Regions from separate parts of the Gossypium hirsutum genome. Here region 1 is linked to region 2. The links are chromatin contacts, called in public Hi-C maps. All regions are on one chromosome and are shown on one strand. Each heading gives the region's core, a stretch centred on a gene start, on an enhancer-like site or on the middle of the called end of the contact. The rest is flanking DNA. Distances are from core to core; before and after follow the strand shown.

Evidence for each region. Hi-C and Micro-C count contacts between places; a contact is called where the count stands out from the background.
Region 1: a contact with region 2 is called in a Hi-C map of leaf, with 3 times the contacts expected there. The contact joins the promoter of LOC107951299 here to the promoter of LOC107944720 in region 2. A contact is called at or near these places in 13 of 34 Hi-C or Micro-C datasets (anther, callus, hypocotyl and 3 more).

What each region holds. Positions count from the first base shown.
Region 1 is chrA02:42,104,354-42,108,540 of Gossypium_hirsutum_v2.1, forward strand. It overlaps LOC107951299 (E3 ubiquitin-protein ligase MARCHF2), which reads left to right and starts at 1,730. Exons shown (of 7, transcript XM_041082526.1): 1 at 1,730-1,985; 2 at 2,380-2,699; 3 at 3,589-3,723; 4 at 3,807-3,849. The coding sequence starts at 2,380.
Region 2 is chrA02:41,910,326-41,914,696 of Gossypium_hirsutum_v2.1, forward strand. It overlaps LOC107944720 (60S ribosomal protein L9), which reads right to left and starts at 2,475. Exons shown (of 3, transcript XM_016878547.2): 1 at 1,984-2,475; 2 at 1,384-1,506; 3 at 1,044-1,284. The coding sequence starts at 2,358. The coding sequence ends at 1,198.

The DNA.
Region 1 (4,187 bases), core at 480-2,979, 190 kb after region 2:
CGGCAGACCTCCAACTAAGTTCGCCAGTTGCTCTAAAATCAACGAGTTTCAGCAGCCACCTTAGATGTACGAGGTTTCGTGACAAATTTAGCATCAGATAACCTCCAATGATCTCAAGGATTTATGCCAAGCATATCGTATTCTTTCTACTTCAATCGAATCATCCTCCGACTCCAGGAATGTGTCTCGTAACCAGCCCATCTTGATCCGACCTCCATAAATATTATCTGGAATCGCACCCAAAAGTTCGTAGCATATGGCTCCCCAATTAGCAGATTGGGTGGACCTAGTGAGTATGGACCAATCCACTAGTAATCTCAATTGTAACTGCACGTCCTCCAAAGTGCTGGTACACTCCCCACAGGGAAGATGAAATGTGTGCATCTTGGGTCTCCACCTTTCTATGAACGCGTTGATGAGTTTTGGGTCCAACTTGCACCCCCGGCCTATATTGGCCACTGTCAAAAACCCGCTTCCCTCAAGTAATTTTCTATCAATGGTGATGGAGAACCAAACATATTCGAATATAACATTATAACACCAGATCTACAGACTGTTATAAAAAATTATAAAATAAAAATTAATTAAAATTACATAAATGAAAAAAATTAAAAAAATTAAAAAATTAAAATTAACTCTTACCATTTTTGTTTGTTCGACGGAGATATGTTTACAATCAAGACGAATTAATTCATTGGTCATTGCTAACATGATCAAATATTTAAGAAATTATGAAAAAATAATACTAATTTTAGAAAAAAAAATAAAGAAAGCTTTGATAAATTTAGGGAGAAATTTGAGAGCTTTTTTGAGAATTTTTGAAGAAATATTTGTGTGATTTTTTTTTACTGTTGGACCCCCAATAGTCAAAATTTTAAATGACGGTTGGGGGGGTCAAAAACACGGGTTAAAACGCGTTCCTGATGGAGCGCTTTTGCCATGTTAGCAAAGCATATCCACGTCAGCGTGTTTTTTGCTGACATGATAAAAACGCTTCCTCAAGGACGCATTTTGCTGGAATTTCCCCTTAAAACTCTCCTACGTAGATGCGTTTTAGTATTTTCGGTCCATTCCGATAAATAAAAAATAGCCTATTTCCGTAAATAAAGTAAGAAATGGACTTTTCTTAGTAAAATGGTCTTCAAACCATATATTTTGTTATTTAAAGTATATTATTTTTTTGATAAATATAGTATGTTATTTTTAAACACATATATTTCATCTAAATACATGATTTTCACACGCACATCCATTCGTGTATGATAGAGTTTCTAATAAATAATAACAAAATATAATTATTTTTTATTTAAAATTAGGATGCACTATCATGTTAGTCACTCTAAATATGAGTCATTTATGTTTTAGTCACTCAATTTTTTTTATTAATTTGATCACTCAAAATAGAAATTGATCAAATTAGTCACTATCCCATTAAATGATAATAGAAGATTAACATTGCAGTTTCACGATACTCACTCTAAAATTAGAGTAAATTACACGTTAATCAATTTAAATAAAGGTAATTCCTAAAGATAATTTCTAAGGATAATACCTATTTTGATCACTCCAAAATTTTTTAGACCAAAATAGAAATAATTATTATTTAAAATGAGTAACGTTGTAGTTTACCGTTAAAATTAACCCTGTAGTAGGTAGGTGGGCATTCCGTTAAGGACGTGTATTTTACAGGTGATTGCTTTACGGTTAAAAGAAAAAAAGTAAAATTCCAACCTTTAAACATGCTTTACTCAGCTGTATTGCGTGATTAAACAAAAGATTCTTATTGTCTGGAAAAAAACACAAAAGATTCTTCGTCTGTTGTTAAGTCAAATTCATTAGTAGTTCCATATAAAGTTACCAATTTTCATGTATATGTCCTTCTTTCTCCCACTTTCTTCTATCTTCTTAATCGTCGCTGTTGCTTCTTCATCTCTTAACTGCCAATTAACTCTGCAAGTGAATGCTTAGGAATAATCATTCTTCAGGTACATATACTTTTCTTTTTGGTTAGTGTTTACCAAAATTTCAGTGGGTCTGAGCTAATTTTAGGGCTGAAGTTAAGTTTTTTTGCCTTGTTTAATGGGTATCACTAATGGTTTGCTTTTATTTTATTGTTAGTTTGGAGTCATAGAAATGAGAAGTGCCTGTTGTATTCTGTTTCAAGCACAATATTGATTGGGGGGGGGGATTAGGGCTTGACAATTTTATGATTTATTTTGTTAAAATCATCTCTGGGGTTTTCAATTTTTGATTCACTGGCAGTGTCGAAGAGTGTTTCTTTCATATTTGGAATCAAGAATGAGGGTGTTAGGGGAATTCCCTGATTTAAATATTTTAGAACCAAAAGTTGGTGTTGTAAACGCTGTAAATAACAATCAGATGCAGAATGGAGGTTCGAATGAGACTAGCAGCAGGGCTGGTGATCTCTCTAGAAATTTACACGAACCCGACCTTGAGATGCATGGAAACATCCCATTGCCTCAGGAGGAAATACAACCGGGCTCAGTTGGGGATTCTGCTTGTGAGGCCAATCCTACATCGGCTACGAATGTGGTAACGAAGGTCGAGTCTCACTTGACTCAGCAGCCAATAGCTAAATTATCAAAAGATGCCGAGTCCACTAAAGAGGATTTGCCTCATGCGGCTTCTCCGAAAATGGGGTATTTTTCGAGGACCACTAGTGCTCATGAGCAGTGCAGGTACATTATACTTCTTCTGTGTTAACTACCTATTTATGTGCGTGCTTCTTGTATTTTATGTTTTCGATATTTAATGGCTTCTGGATAGCATGAATCCTCATAAGAAAATGGATCATAGCTGAGTTTTTCTATCTTACCAAGTTTATTGTCCTAAGAATTTCACTTGGCATGAGTCTTGTTGCCCTGTTTATGCTTTCTAAACTCATTATGTAATAATAGGATGTGCAATGTTTGGCTCCTAACTTCTGTTGCGGCATCACATCAAAAGCATCTAGTGCGATATACTACTGTCTTAGGCTATGTTGGAACAAGGGATTTCCTTTTGTAATTTTAGTATCTGATTCAAGTGTGGTGATGTTAAAGGTTCTAATGACTTCTCATTTCAATTCTTGTACTGGTATAATCAAAGCATGTTGGAATCATATTAAAAAGAGTTCGGATTTGTTCAATTCATCACACTCATTGCAAAGCAAACTTTTCTGCAGATTGGATGGTTTTTTATGCAAGTCAATGATCACTGAGTATATGGAAAGAGTTTGGATTTGTCAAATTTATCATTTGAAATTATGTTTCCCCTTGATGGAGTGAATACGCTTTTGTCCAATGATTTTATAGGCATTTGTTTTCCTAGATTAGTTAGTTCATAAATGAATCTACTCCATTGTACCCACAAAGAAGCGTCTAGAGCATAAAGGTCTAGGATTAGAGGGTTGAGAAAATCTTAGTTGAGGTCATTTTATATATAGTGGCAAGGTCAAATATCTTAAATAAACCATCCGTTAGCATGTTGACCTTTTCGGCCTACAATTTGTTTTTCGAAGATTAAATATTGTTGAAAATTTATAGTTATCACATACTTTTACTCATTATTATCTATATTACTCTTCAGAGTTTGTCAACAGGAGAAGGAAGAAGGTCTTATAGATCTTGGGTGCCAATGCAAAGGTGGTCTTGCAAAAGCACATCAGTCTTGCATTGTCACTTGGTTTCATACGAAAGGGTCCAACAAATGCGAGATATGCCAGTAAATTATTCAAAATTTGATTCCCTACATTAAATTACCTTATTTTTAACAGACATCGTGATTCTCTTATTGTTGTCATGCAGAGTAGTAGCTGTAAATGTGACAGCTCCACAGCCTGAGCGCAGTGTAGGTATTCTATGCTTAAGTGAAAGGGCTAGCAATGAGTTTTATATATGCCCAAATTTAAAGCTGAACACTAAAACAAAGTTGACAATTGAGTGTGTGTTGTTATTTGGCTACTATTATGCTTGCCGTATACAAATTCTAGAAAGATATAGATTAAAGGCACGTTAGACCCCCTGATTAGGTGTTCTAGCACTTTAAAAGCATTTGTAATTGATGATATTGATTTTGGTGTGAAGCAAACTTGGAAACTGGTGTTGCAGCTTTCTAGTATGTTTTTTTTTCTTTTTCGTTTATCTATAGCATCTCATCATCTTGTCTATATTGATTCTCAAATGTTC
Region 2 (4,371 bases), core at 1,225-3,724:
CAAAACATAACATATAAAACTTGGTATCGGTTTAAGATCGGAATGGTACATATTATTTGGTACGGTACCGACTACCATGGTTTGAAGGCTTAGAGTAAGTTAAAAATGGCTAAACTACTTTTGTATTTACCCAACTATGAAAATTTACAATTGTCATTCAACTGTTAGTAATTTTCTGTTTTTTTACCCAACTATAAAAAATTACAAAATGATTATTCAAGTATTCAATTGTCTTTTTTTTTATATTGGATTTTTGGATAATTTTATTTCTACGTAGGTCTATCTTGAATTTTTGGGTAATTTTATTTCTACGTAGGTCAACTGATGACCATAAAAGACAAAAATTAAATAGTTAGATAATTATTTTATAACTTTTTATAGTTAAATGACAAAAATAAATAAATCTATTAATAGTCAAATGATTATTTTGTAACTTTTAAAAATTAGTTATAAAAAAGAAAAAAAAACTATAATCGGTTAACCTCTACCATAGTATACCCATTGAAAATATATAAAAATTATTTAATAACTCTTCTGAATATTTAATACCAACTGTTCCCTCCATGATTAGTTGAGTGATGGCTTTAGAATCAGTAGCCTGTCTCCCCCTCTCCTTGGGCTGCTTTTTTTTTTTTCTTTTGTCATCCTTTTTCAGCCATGGGTTGGTGTGACTGCCGACGCACCGCTTCTCACCTGACCCTCCTCCCACTTTCTACAGGACACCAGTTTCTACTGGTGACAGTGCTACCGACGCTCGATTTCTTCTTGATATGTTTGTTTGCTCTTTTGACCTCTTATTTTATCTTGCATGCGAATGACTTATTTGAAAATATAAGGTTAAAATTGTCAAATTATCATATTTGAACTTTAAATATTACAAGTAAGGCTTCTTAAAAAAATATTTGTTTATGGTAGCATTCTTTTTCAGAATATATCCTAAAATGCTTAAATATATCGTATCTTATCTTATTTTCAATAATTTGGATGATAATCAAGTCTTTAAACCAAAGGCTTTCATGCCTTCTTAAATTGCAGCAAAAGGGTTGCCGAAAAATTGCATTCCAAGTCATTGATGAAAGGAGCTCAATGTCGCAAAACATAAAGATGAAACAAATATAAGATAACATCCTTATAATCTAAAGTCTGAAAACCAAAGCAGAGCATTATAACACTATGAAACAAGAGATACCGTACCAATCATTCTTCTTCAGCGATCCTGCCCTTCTCGCTAACATAGATACCATCAAGGAACTTTCTAATATCCTTGTTCTTCACATGGCATTTCTGTTCCAATCAAAATTCACATTCATCAAGATAAATACCAAATATCAATCATCTCCAGCTTCAATCTCAGTGTTTAAAAGGGATCGACAGAGGGCCTACCTGGTTTATCAAAGCTGCCGAGCGTGACACAAGTTCGATATCGTTACCATCCAACACGATCTCGTCTTTAACCTTCTCTGATCGAACAATGGATACCCCTTCCAACATATCCACCTTTCGCACCTAATGTTCACCGGTGCAAACGTTAACATAATGTCATTGGAATACAAGGAACTTATCAAACTCTTGAACATGTTTCATATTTGGTTACTTGAACCCTAAAACATGAACAATTTGGTTCAAGATGTAAAAACAATGCCTGCCCATTTCTCTACATCAGTCAATGCAACCAGAACTCCAGAAAATATAAGAATTTTAGGTTGTCAAGTCCTAAGGGTGTTGACATTAAACAAACAAAATATATGAATCAACATATGCTCTTAATGTAGCATTTCAACAGCATCGTACGCTTGAATAGGCCAAAAAGAAAATGAAACAAAAAAAGCCCTAATATATGATAAAAACAATAATAAATGCCTTATTCAAACAAAAAAAAACAAATAAAGGGAATTAAATCAACAGTGTCAATGTGATTTCGATTCAATAAGAGATTAAAAGAACGGAGAGAGAGAGAGAGAGAGAGAGAGAGAGAGAGAAGACCTTCTTCTCGCCAAGGAAATTACGGATCTCGATGGACTTGTTGCCGTTAGTGATGGAGGCGTTGATGGGAAAATGAGCATAAACAAACCTCATCTTGTAACGGTAGCCCTTGGTGACGCCGGTGATGAGATTCTCAACGTGGCTGAGAGCAGTACGGATGGCGGCGCTAGTCTTTCTAGAGCCAAACCAAGCCTCGATCCTGAGCTTGCGTTTGCCGCTCTCCTCGTCCTTGATAAGATGAAAATCGAGGTTGAGGTGCTTGAAGTTACGGATGAGCTTACCCCTGGGACCTTCAACCTCGATCATCTTGGCCTTCACCTTAATATCAACCCCATCAGGGATGTCCATTGTCTCTGAAGAAAGAATGGTCTTCATTTTGCTTGCCTTCTGCTTCCTTCCTCGGTGCGGCTTCGATGGAGGGACTAAGTAGAGTGTAAAAACCCTATAACTTAAAGGCTGTAATGTTATATAATTTATTAGTATAAGGATTCAGTTTTGGGCCGGCTTTAGGGTTAAGAGCAGAAAATAGAGGAGAAAAATAGATTGCTGTGAGAGTCCGGCCCAATTAAAAAGCTTATTTTTCGAGATAATAAGCAATAAATTGAATTAATGTAAACTTGTGTATTTATCAAAAGTTAATTAATTCAGTTGCTCTTTTTTTTTAATCAACAAATTGTCTAAACCAAAATTTACTATTCCATTAATCTCAATAACAAGTAATAACTATTTAAGAATTTCTTCAAACACTTGCATATTTGTACTCCTTTTTGTAGTTAGTTGCTTATTTTTTAATTATATGTAATTTATTATTTCATTTTATTAAATTTTTAATTATGAATAATGACCAATCGATTGAATCTTAATTCGATTGTCATGAATATTGTTGTCTATACAAGAGGACATGTGTTCGAGTGTACTAAAACGAATTATTATCTTGTTTATAGATTAGGGAGGAACTATAAGTAATTTTAAGTATTGTGTTAAGTAGATTTGATCAGAACCTATAATGAAATTATTTAAAAATAATAATAATAATTGTGAATAATGACCAAAATGTATAATAATTTAAGTGTGCAAGGGATAATTTGGCCCGTGCAATTCTCATGTAATTAGTAGCCCTAGAGTAGCTAAAGGCTATCTTTTCCAACCTTACCCAATGTGTAGACAGGGGAAGGCGATAGCCCTGCCTCCACCCCAAAAATGGTAAAATTTTCTTATGATGCGTTCAAAATTTTAATAATTAAAAATTAGTATAATAATAAATTTTCTCTTCACTTCCTCTCTCCTAAAAAAATTATGATTTATCTTTGTCCCAAAGTAATTTTCTAGTTTTGCCCTTGGTCTTACCGTTATTCACTTATTCTGAAAAAAAAAACTCATTTTTTCATTTTTTTTTTGTTACCTCTTCTTATTTAAGCATTAGACAACATTTCAAAGCATAAACTTCCTTGTGGATTTCTTTTTGCCTTATAGGTTTCTTTGCGCATCCAACCTAAGATATAATATATGCCTAGCCTCTTTCTAAAGAAAATATTATTTGGCACATGCAAAGAACCTAATAATTATTGAGTGTGTCTTAAAGTACTATTTAAATTTATTGTCATTTGAAGCTGCAGGTGTGCAGTTGTTGTTAAGTTATAATACAATAGATACTTGGATGAAAGTATTCTAATAATCAAATCCAAAAGAAAATAATTTACTTCAAATTTAGGTTTTGAATACTTATAATTATTAACCTAAATTACTAATCTAATTAAATTCATGATTATGAACAGACCGACTTAAAGGAATTTTATTCTAATTACTAAAAAAACAAAGCAAAATTGTTTAAACTACTGAACTAAAACAATCTCAATTAAAAACTTTCCTCTCAAGTGTAAAATGTAGTGGTTGATTAGTTTAATTAGAAACTAATGATTAGGCTTAGTCAAATTGATCAGGAATTATCCATTGTTAACTTTAGATACTCACGATCTCTCGACTCACCTCGGATTCTAAAATTCGCCACCAAACCTCAACTCTTGCATATTAGCCAATTGCTTATAGGGTCTCTCAACTCCTAGTAGTTAACAAGTTCGATTGATCTAGTATATTAAAGCCAGATTTCTCATTTGGAAGATTGACATGTTTGTCCGGTTGCATAGGTTCAACAACTTGGACAGGTTCAGTAGCTTTGGGCGATTGGGCAGCTTGAGTGGCTCAGCCACAAGGCGGTGGATACTTCGCCTGTCAGGTTGGACGACTTCGTCAGGTTCAACACACGCTTGCATATTCCTCTTCCAACGACTTAATAATACCCATTTTTCAGAAGTTGATGATGCTCTCCTGACTAATATAAATGTGGTTCATCGTGGGCCTTAAACCAATTGTAATAAGGTTAAATGGTGC